Linked DNA regions of Gossypium hirsutum: region 2 is linked to region 1. A link is a contact called in public Hi-C data. All regions are on one chromosome and are shown on one strand. Each heading gives the region's core, a stretch centred on a gene start, on an enhancer-like site or on the middle of the called end of the contact. The rest is flanking DNA. Distances are from core to core; before and after follow the strand shown.

Region 1 (5,928 bases), core at 1,508-4,007:
GCGGACAGCGGATCGGGTAAGTGTCTTGAGTACGTGGCTAATAGGTGCTATGCTTATACTTGGTGTTGAGCTCGGTAAGTTCGAACCTATGTGACAAATATACTTGAAGTCACGTACATAAAATTTATCGTAGGATGGGTGAAAGGCCGTATAGTCGTTTGATTGTAACGAAAATAAATCGATTTATGAAAATGCTTCAATGTCCTATTGATGAGTATATAGAATGTGAATGCATGAATTGATATGAAATTGAATCGATAGGTTGGAGGAACTATGGTATGGTTCGGTATGGATGGAGTAAATTGTCTTGTTCCATTTTGTTTCCTCTTGGGATAATGTTATTGATAGATGGTAGTGCATTGCTTATGACTTACTGAGTTATAAACTCACTCGATGTTTCCTTGTCACCCATTATAGGTTGCTTGGACTCATCTATTTTTGCGGGGTCGGGCCGTCATCGAAGTCATCACACCGGATAGCAAGTTTTGGTATTTTCTTCTTAGTTGGCTTAGAAGAACATTTTGGCATGTATAAGCTATTACGTTGTGTTTGAATTTTGGCATGTAAACTTTAAGCCATGCGAAAATGGCACGAATGTTCGATTGAGTTGGATCAAGGGTAGGCATGAAATGGACCTAGTTACTTTCGTAACAGATGCTGGCAGCAGCAGTGTCATGAGATTGAAAAATCACTAAAAATAGTAGGAGTGGAATTAATTGATGAATAAATTATGTAATCGAAGCTCGATGAGTCTGCTTTCATGAGGAAGTAACGAAAAGATCATATGGGCAGTATATTAAGAGATAATCAGATTTTTGTGGGACAGGGCCAGAACGGTTTCTGGATTCCCTGCTCCGACTTTGGAATTTCATTAAAAATTAACCAGAGATAATTAGGGGTCGTACCATATATGTACAGATTCCTCTCTGAGTCTAGTTTTCATAGAAATAAACGGCATCAGTATTGGAGCCCCGTGCAGGGAGATATCCAAGTCGTAATGGGCAAAGGTCAGTGTAGTCGATCCCTGCAACTTGGGAGACTTTGACTAATAAACTGTACTAATTGGCCCGACCAAAAATTCTAGAAAAAAATACATAGATGGGCACATGAGTCTAGTTTCTGGGAAAAATTACGGAACTGATTTTCGAGTTACGAAACTCAAGATATGATTTTTAAAACGACTAGTACACAGATTGGGCAGTGTCTGGAAAATAAATTTTATAAGGGGTTAAAGTCAGTTAACACCTCGTGTTCGACTCCGGTGTCGGTTTCGAGTTCGGGGTGTTACATAAATGCTTAGTAAAAGTTTAAAAATGATTCACAAATTGCTTTTGCATTAATAAATGATAGTTAATTAGTCATAAATGAGGTGTTATAAGGTTGGGGTGTGTGTTGGGTGGTCGTTAGTTGAAGAGTCGCTTCGATGGCTAATGTAATGCTTCGAATTCGCGTCTGTCTGTCCTAGTCGGGTTTGGAGTGTCATAGTTGTTTCATGCATATAGAAGGACACCCTTAGAGGCTACGCCTTGGGGATTAATTAAGTGTATCTTTAGTAAAGTCTCAGGTTACAAATTGTAAATAATTATTCATGCTTAATATGGTAGAATGATAGTAAGGACTCAGTACTAGTATGTTAAAGAATATAATAAGAGTATAAATTTTGAAAATTTATTGTCACCCATGGAAATAAGGTTGAATAGTAGCAATAGATGTATAATTTTGTATTGTTTAAATATGCAAGTAAATCGGGTCAATTGAGACACTTGATACCCGGGCCCGGCGATCGGGTTAGATATAAGATGTTACAAAATCTCTCATTTGTACCTTACATCGGGATGGGTGAAGAGTGTTATAATATACGACATAATAGCCCGTTATTTATTTGAATCATTTGCTCAATCTAGTTCTATAGGCTATGGACAATTTAAATTACCTACTAATATAAGTTTTCTTCTCTCATTATAATCCATCAATATAGTGTAACTTATTATTAGTTAAACTTTAGGTAATCAAGAAGCATATATTTACTTATACATTTTTTTTCATGCAAAAGCCATTAAGGATAATCATATTAATATTTAATCAATCAAACATTTGATAATTTTATTCATTCAATCCATTCGAAAAATATTAATATGACAAAGTCACTGCACTATAGACACAAATCCTACTAGTCAAAATAAAATGTCAAAAGTGGTGAATCAAGATTTCCAAAAACATTTATGGCTATTGATAGTAATTGGAGTACAACTATATTTTATCATTGTGAATTGTGTGATTAGGTGAAGATATTTTTAATAATTTAATTGTTGAACCGTTGAAGATAAATTATCGAAAATTTGAGATCTAATCCATTTCACCTCTAATTCAATTTTTATAACATTCAAGATAAATAATTTTCAATTTTGGTTGGTGCACTACACGAGCTGCGAAGAAGAGTAAAAAGGAAAAATCAATGATGTTGAATTTCAAAATACTTATTTTTTGTGTAGGTTATAGTGACGATTTTTTTAAGAGATAAAATACATTAATTATAATAAAAAATCAAATCATTATAAAAATACAAAAAACGAAAAACCGATTTAAATTCATTTATAAAATACACATAATGAGATCACAATTAAATATGGTATAACTCTAACCTGAGCACTCAAAGATACGATTTTACCGTTAGAGTTATCAAATTCAACCAAGTAGTCCCATTCGATTATGACAACTTTAATTTTTGCTTATTCTGGTTCTTAAATAAGTGGAGGCAATAAAATCCCAGCCTAAAGCAAATAAAACGATGGCGTTTGCGATGCAAAATGATAGAATAGCGAAAGGAGGAAAAACCCCCCAATATAGAGCGGGGGACAGGCAAGAGGGTAAAATTAAAGGGTTTTCGAGGGTTGAAGATAAAGGTCCACCCCAGGTCCCTCTCTTCTGCCTTGTTGGCGAGAGGTGAGCTGAACTCAGCAGAGAAGAAGAAGAAGAATGGAGGTGATAACAGAAGGAGTGAACAGCTTGAACATCGCGGATTCATCGCCCTCCAACAACAAGAAGAACCGTATCCAAGTCTCCAATACCAAAAAGCCCCTCTTCTTCTACGTTAATCTCGCCAAGGTTCGCTCCATTCTCCTTTACTTTGTTTGTCGTTTCTGGGTGTTTTTCTCTTGCTCTCCAGCAGTGAGTAGTGGGTAGCTCAGTCTCAAGTGGTTTTTATTTTAGTCATTAAGAAATAATAGCTTTTAATTTTATTGTTTTGGGGCAGAGGTACATGCAGCAATACAATGGGGTGGAACTCTCTGCACTTGGAATGGGTATTCTTTCTTTGCAATTTCTTTCCCTTTCATTTGGATGCCCATCTGTTACGTATTTCCAAATTCTGCTGATTTTTCTGTGGCTATTAAACTCGCAATTTGCTTTCAATGCTCTCAATATTTTTAATTACATTAGCTTTTCAGGGATGGGATTTGTCATTTTCATTGATAGCTTCGACTGTGTATGGCTAACAAATTACGGATATTCCAGGGGTTTTTAGGGACCATAATTGAATTATAAATTGGCGGAGGCCAAAATGCAATTTTACCATTTTACTAATTAGTAACTTTGCAATTCCAAAGGGAGTAAACCTATAAATTTACTGTTTTGGGTCCTTGGTGCGGCCCCTGGGGTGCTCACATCCTGCATTATTCTCGTTATCTTTATGATTGCACTGTTAACCAAAAGAACAAAGTGAAGGTTTTCCTTGACCTTGTCATGCAGACATGCTGTGTGTTCATCTTTTGTGGCATTTAATTTATGGATGTATCGCAATGCAGATCGCTCCTGTCTTAGAATGTTAGAAAAAATTATAGTGCTTAACTAATTTGTTTTTCCTTGACTTTCCTTACCACTTGCTTTTAAATGCTGTCCTCAGCTATTGCTACAGTTGTTACCATTGCTGAGATATTGAAGAACAATGGACTAGCTGTTGAGAAAAGTGAGATTCGTACCCTTAAAAATATTCCTTTTATCTTTAATTTCATGTTGAGAATTCTAACTTTTACTATCATGATATCTCCCAGAAATCATGACTTCTACGGTTGACATGAGAGAAGAATCAGGGGGACGACCAGTTCAAAAAGCAAAAGTAAGCTGCTAATAAAATCCATATTAAGTTACATTCATTTATGTTGCTTGGACTCTTCATTCTTCTTGCCGGATATGCGGATATGCGGATATGATCTTTCAAGATTCTCCAAATACATAGAAAAATTTAGAAAACAATATAACTATACCTGTATCAGACACTCACACCCTAGTTTAAGTAACAGACATTCATCATGTGGCGCACATTAGACTAACCTCAATACATCTGGAAACAGGAGTTTTATTAGAGTTGTCAAAGTGAGAAGGCATAATATGTTGTGTTAATTGGTGGGATAGAAAAATGGGATGAAACAAGTTATTTGTTTTGTGTAGTGTTCTATGTTGGAGTTGGCATGTGTTTGTAAAGCCCTCCTTGGGGATTAAGATTGCAAAATTCACTTGTAATCCATAATGAAACTCATGAGATTTAGTTGATCAGGCTGAAAGTTTTAGGCCTAGTGGTTGCAATAGATTCTGTTAATATGAACGCATATTGAGTTGTGGACATCTATACTTGTATGAAAAGGTGCTTTCATATTTTAATCCGCTTAATTTAATCATTAGCATAGAGGGTGTGAGCCAGGTTTGTCAATGTATTATTATGAAGGGCTTGGTGAGTTACGTTTATAGTAATAGTCACGTATTGAAGTTGGGTTCATTGATAATCATAGAGCTCTCTTATATTTGCATGAAATGGTTAAACCTACTTTAATGTCCAGTGGCTGAAAGCATGGAGTTGAATTTATTTTGTAGATTGAAATACTGCTGGGGAAATCAGAGAAGTTCGGTGAGTTGATGGCGGCAGCTGCTGCCAAGGATGTCTTAGATAATGAGGAGCAGAGCTAAGATAAGATTGTTGTTCTCTTAATTTTAGCTTTGTCGGAGAGATGATATATCATTAGGAATTTTTGTAAAAGACTATGATCCCGTTGTTATTCAAGATTCAAAATTGTTGCTAATTAATTCCTTATTGGTCGACTTCACATTTATTTATTCATCGATTTATGAGAAGCAAAGACTAACAAACATGATGGCAATAGCAGCTGCTATGTATGGCTGGTGAGGGTGAGAGCTGAGTCAGATGCTTTTCTTTTTGCTTAAAATATGCCAGTCTATGTATTTTTCATAATTTTGGAATTCAGTCTCTGCACTTCTATTTAGGAATTTAGTCTTTTTATTTTTTTGATTTCAAAATTTAAGTCTAATTGTTAATACTAATAAAATTATTTTTGTTAAATTCAAGTTCATTACATCATTTTTTTTAGTTATATTACTACAAAGTGAGTTTTTTATTCAAAATGTTACACCAATATATTTAACAAAAAAATTTAACAGTAATAATAATTGGATCTAAAATTTGAAATTTGAAAAATAAGTTGACTAAATTTAAAAAAAAAATTAAATTTTAAATTTACGAAGAATACATGAATTTATGACATATTTTAACTATTATTTTTTAGAACCCTAAGTATGAAAAGTAAAGAAATAGATAATTATAAAAGTTGAAATTTCCACTCTAAGCACACTAACATCATCCAATGAACCAACTGAGATTACTTACAACCTATAAACCAATTAGGGGTTCAAGTTATAAAGGGAACGTTTATAATAGTGTCAAAAATCGAGCCAGTAACTTACGTTTATAATAATGTCGAAATTCTGAAATGTAAAGGGAAATTTCAATTCTAGTTCTTTAAATAATGTGAGGTTTCGGAGTAATTCTTATTTTATGATTTTTTTTAATTTTAGTCAATTTCGTCCCTTCATTTTATGATTTTATATTAAATAAATATATTATATATTTAAAATTATTAT
Region 2 (5,501 bases), core at 2,480-4,979, 230 kb before region 1:
TATGCATGAATTGCAGTGTTCAGCTTTGATGGGAATGCATGAATTTCAATGTTTGAGGAATAAAACTGATGGATCATTACATAATATAGAATAGTGATCTTCCATTTACTTGTGCCGATCCACTTATGCCTGCCATCTATATGTATCTGTAGAAATTAAGATGTACAAGCACAAGAGCATAACATGGCCTGGTTGTATTTTTCAGGACGAATATAGTTTTGGTTTCTACATATTGATTCTTGGTTGAAAAAGATGGTGTAAGAAATTGAATTTCGATTACCTGATCCATTAATTTGCTGTTAATGTGACTGCAGAGAAGTAACATAGTGTATTAAATTTTACACTGTCCACGGCAGAGAAGTTCGATAAGGAGCAGCCCCACAATATCTAAATAGACCTTCAATTTCTGGGCATCCTTTGGGACATGGGACTGAGCGATGAAAGGGATCACGACCTAGTTTTTTCCTCTTAAGTGATCCCATACATCCATATGGATCTTCTTGAAATTGAGTTCTCACCAATGCCTCACCTTTCAGAGCTGCTTCTATTGAAGTTACTGGAGCTGGGGTGCCTCTATACAAGAATCGTGACTCTGGGAACCCAATGGCGGAGCGATGCAACTGCGCAAACCTCTCTTCCTTGAAATCATAGCTTATAACCTGATTCCAATTCAATAGGATTCAAAAGCTAACTTATAAAGTGAAGAGTTTAATAAGGTATGTAGTCCACACTCATACAAGAAGTAGGAAATGTAAAGACCTTTGAACCCCTCTCCAAAAAGACCTGTTGAAACAGGCACAAAACAGGAATATAACAGAATGCGCAAGGAACATAGCTTTAATATACTTGCTATAAAAAAACAACTAGCAGGTTTAAGTTAAATAAAAGATAAACAAGAATCAAGTACCTTGCACCTTTATGTAACATGTACTCGAAACAATGGGCTTCCTTCTCTATCATCACAGACATATAGAAGCAGAGAGAGCTTTAACTATAGGTATACTCTTTTTTATAGAGCTATTATATCTTTATGCCTTCAACATCAGCTACTTCACAAATGAGAAAAACATGTACGAAGCTTTTTTATGTGAAGTACTGACTACCGTAACTCATGCATATAGACACTTGAGAAAAAACACTCTCTCCAAGCAATTGAATTTGTATTGTGATTTCAACCTTAACTCAAGCTATTAAGTTGTAGTGGAGGACAATTTCCTCAATCAAGTGAGGATGTGTTCTGATTTTGAATTTAATCCAAACCATTGAGTTGCAGTGGAAGGCAATCGAAGCAATTATCAGAGATAAGATTTATCAACCCATGGCATTATTTTCAAAGCTTAACTTTGACCCAATTAATCTAGGACCCATCTAGGAATTGTGAAATTCGTGCTTGGTGATTAAGTTGTATTGAAAATTAAAGGACATGAGCAAGACCCTTTTTGGACAGTTTTAGATGAATCTAGAAATCAAAATTTTTAGCAAAAGGCAAGTTAGACATCTGGACACATACCATTATTGACTCATACCCGAGTTCATGGAATAAGGAGGTTAGTTACTTCAACTGTCTTATGTTGCAACTTAGTGATTTAGATTAAAGTCTATTCTAAATCACAAGATGTTATATGAACCCACTCAAAACCCTTTTGATTTGATTAGCAAGGGCTACACTGGACAACTTTGATGTAAGTATATATGCAGGAAATCTGATATGTGTTGAGAATTAAATGAATTATTCCTGTACATGGCTGCAGTCATACTTATCTGGGTGATCTTTCTGGTGTTCAATGCCCATATCAATGGAATTGAATCATTAATCTTATACTTATTTTGTGCAAAGTGTAGCTCAACAACAAATAGAAACCATTGATTAGTTAACTACCAGTTTTTCTTTTACCCTAGCTAGATATGCTGATAGAAGGTAAGAAGAGGAGGAGCGGAATGTAAAAGTAAGAAAGACCAACAAATTTAGAACACTTACAGTTATGTTGTGTGGGTATGTCCCAGTAAGCTCACGAAACCGACAAACACTAAAGAGAAGATTCTCAAAGCTATCTCTTGCATGCTCCTCTGTTAATGCCCTCCACTTTAAACTTTCTTCCTTCCCTGAAGAGCAATAAAATACAATAACAATGCCACTCAGACGATTTAAAGCCTTCATGCTATAGAAAAAAAAATTCACGGAATAAAGGTAGACAAGAAAGAAACTCATAGAAATTGACTAGGGAGTAGAAATTGCAGTAACATTCATTATTATTGATCAAAAGATCAAGGTAGTTCTTCGGAGCAAAAAGGGAGCTCTTCACTTTACTTGAAGGCATAACTATGAATGTGGAAACACAATTAATCAATAACAACATCTTCACGAATGCAATACATAATTACTTCATAATACAAGTATAGTAGGTATCCAGTACTCCTCATAAGAGTAATCCACAGCACCAGTACCTTAAAGGTTTTAAAGGTTTAGATTCGGATTTAAAGAATAGCAAACATACTGGTACTAGAAAAGGATTATAGGATTTACCACGTAAACAATCATAGCAATCATTATGTATTGTCAAGTTTACATCTCATCCTTCAAACAACGGGAAATTTGAACAAAAAATAATGCGAGATATTATAGTATAAACTTAGGAAAATAAAATGAGTGAATGAGTTTACATACCAAACCATCCTTCGGAGTCAGCAACTGTCCAATAACTCTGCGCCTCACTACGAGGACCAGCATCTTTCCGAGTCTCTCCACCGCTAAAAAGAAGCAAAGCCTCATCATCTAGTGCAGTGCTTTCTATCCCTTCTTTTATGTGAGCCAAAAATGTGGCAGCCTGGCCTGGATTCTTCTGATAAGACTCCAAAAACCAAGAATCCTCCTTGTCAGCTTTTTCACAACTACTGCTTGTATAAACCGAATGCCCAGCAACCATTACAAGATTCTTAAGCTTAGCAAAGGGATAATAACTGCCAAAGCCATCATCAAGTTTCATATAATTACGCAGCACCCTATAGTGTTGCTCATATAGAGATAAAACTATGAGGATCGTGACCCCGAATGCCAAGGAAATAGAGAAAACAAATAGTGGATGTAGCTTGTAATAGTAATGAAGCCGATTAGCCCAGGACTTAACCATTCTAACAGGGTAAATTGATGATTTTCTACTTCTGGTTCTTTTGATAGTTCCTGATTCTATATCAAAGTCACCCCTTGGATATGCATTGAAGGACTTGGGATTGTTTGAGCCAAACGGATATTTATTCATGATAATTCAAATCCAGCAGAAAAGCATCGAGATTTATGCAAATGAACCATACCCAAATAGGCAATTGGACAGATTTAACAGATAAAGATTATGATTTCAGATTCAATACCAAGAAGCCAAGCATAAACTACTTAAAAGGAAAGACCCTGATCATCAAAGTCGCAGTTCTTTTTTTTGCAGTTCTAAGGAATATAAAAAAGGGGTTTGCTTCTCCTCGAACTGTAAACTGAGGAGAAAGAGCAGGAGTAGACTCACCAAAATCCTGTTAATGAATTAGATGAGAATTTTAATTTAGGATGAGAATGATAGTTTATCTGTTACGTGGAGATAGCTAAAGGATTTTAGAAAATCAGATCCAGAGTTTCAGAGATGTAGAGATGAATTCAGAGGTTAGACTTGGAACGTTGAAATCGTGCCTGGTGAGAGTGAGTGAGGGAACACTAGTTATTAACAACACGCTGAATTTTGGGTTTGCCTTTTTTTTTTGGCCCAAAGACTAATCCATTTATTAACAACACATGATGGAATCAGTCAGATTACTGATTCAATCAATTCAATTGATTCACTGTTTGATAATATAAAACTATATAATTATTAAAAATAGGAAAGAAACTTAAAATAAAACTTGAACCAGGCCCAACTATTATTAGGCCTGCACCCAAAAATAAAATAAGCCCATACCCAATAATAAAATAACATAGGTTAAATTTTGCTATTAGACCTTGTATTTTTGCATAAGTTGTGAATTTAGTACCTGAACTTTAATTTGATCATTTTCATTCCCATACCCAATAATAAAATAGGTCAATTTTTGCTATTAGACCTTGTATTTTTGCATAAGTTGTTGATTTAGTACTTGAACTTTAATTTGATCATTTTCAGTCCTTTATTTTTAGAATTTAAAAATTTTAGTCCTAACCAAATTATAACAATTAAATTCATTAAGTTAAGTTCTGTTATTTTTTAAATTTGATATGTCAAATATATTATTATATGTGTAATGCTATGTCTATTTATTATTTTCATATATTACTCACAAAAAATTAGCTAATAGATTTAACGATTGTTGTTTGTATTAAGAGTAAAATTTTGAAATTAAAAAAATATAGCCACTAAGAATGATCCAATTGGTGAATGTGGACTAAATCTATAACTTTACGCATAATATAGGACTTGTAACACCCTATACCTGACTCGATTACCGAATTGGGGTACTAGGTATCATAGACAAACCGTAATATTTAGCTACTTCAATTTTTTTTAACGACTCAGACAACGCCAAATTATAACCCAAATATATATATCAAGTTTATTCCCACACCTTGACTAAACAACGTATTTTGAAAAAAAGAAACAACTTCAATATATTCTATTTATTACAAGTACCAGAATCTTATAATTTCTCAGCTTGCTAGTGTCATACGTTGACGCTTACTATGACTATACCTTAAAATCAGAACAATACACATAACCAATTTCCTCTAAGGCGTAGCCTTTCAGGGTACCCCTCTATACGCATGATACAATTATGGCATCGTTCGGATGAGCTTAGGGGTGTTTGGCTTGTCCCCTTCACATGACCCTTAGTCAGTCTTTGACCCTGCATACAAGGCAAAACCATCGTAAGTTCAAAGAACTTAGTGACAACCAGTACAACACTACTAAAAAAGGCTTTATGTATTTTTCAGGAATAAAATAAAACACAAAATTTAGATCTCCTTGAGTATCTTAAGAAGTTTCGCCGATTTTTCTGGCGTAGTTGTCGCCTTGCATTCTTTGCCAGTAGTTGGCGGACATATCCACTAATTGGTCATAAGTGTGCTCTTCCAAATAACAAATTCTTCCGGAGCTTGACAATCTCCCATTTCATCTCAGATTCCCATTAATAGCTAGTTTCTAACGATTACCCCTTTCTTGGATTGTCTCTGGCGGACTTCCACACTTGGTAGTCCCATGTGGACTTTCCCACGCTAGATAGTCTTAACGACCATCCTCTTTCTTGGTAAATCACTAGCGTACTTTCCACCAGGGGTAATTTATGGGGAACTTCCCTATTAAGATAATCTTGTGCGAACTTTCCCGTTTTTGGCGACCTCCTTACCGAGGAACACTTGGAATCAAGCTTGAAGAAACATTTCGCTACCCCACAACCCATAATGGTTTATACATCAACTCTAGAGGACTCAAAATGGTGGATACTAGATTTTCCAATTCGTTGAAGGAATTTCTCCTTCCTCTCATATA

Evidence for each region. Hi-C and Micro-C count contacts between places; a contact is called where the count stands out from the background.
Region 2: a contact with region 1 is called in a Hi-C map of leaf, with 2.5 times the contacts expected there. The contact joins the promoter of LOC107950685 here to the promoter of LOC107950684 in region 1. A contact is called at or near these places in 2 of 34 Hi-C or Micro-C datasets (both in leaf).

What each region holds. Positions count from the first base shown.
Region 1 is chrD03:23,262,418-23,268,345 of Gossypium_hirsutum_v2.1, reverse strand. It overlaps LOC107950684, which reads left to right and starts at 2,757. Exons shown (of 5, transcript XM_016885579.2): 1 at 2,757-3,105; 2 at 3,254-3,302; 3 at 3,902-3,964; 4 at 4,050-4,114; 5 at 4,867-5,072. The coding sequence starts at 2,977. The coding sequence ends at 4,959.
Region 2 is chrD03:23,489,129-23,494,629 of Gossypium_hirsutum_v2.1, reverse strand. It overlaps LOC107950685, which reads right to left and starts at 3,729. Exons shown (of 5, transcript XM_041089948.1): 1 at 2,666-3,729; 2 at 1,979-2,103; 3 at 908-953; 4 at 738-783; 5 at 82-659. The coding sequence starts at 3,257. The coding sequence ends at 653. It overlaps LOC107950687 (pathogen-related protein), which reads left to right. Exons shown (of 4, transcript XM_016885582.2): 4 at 1-230.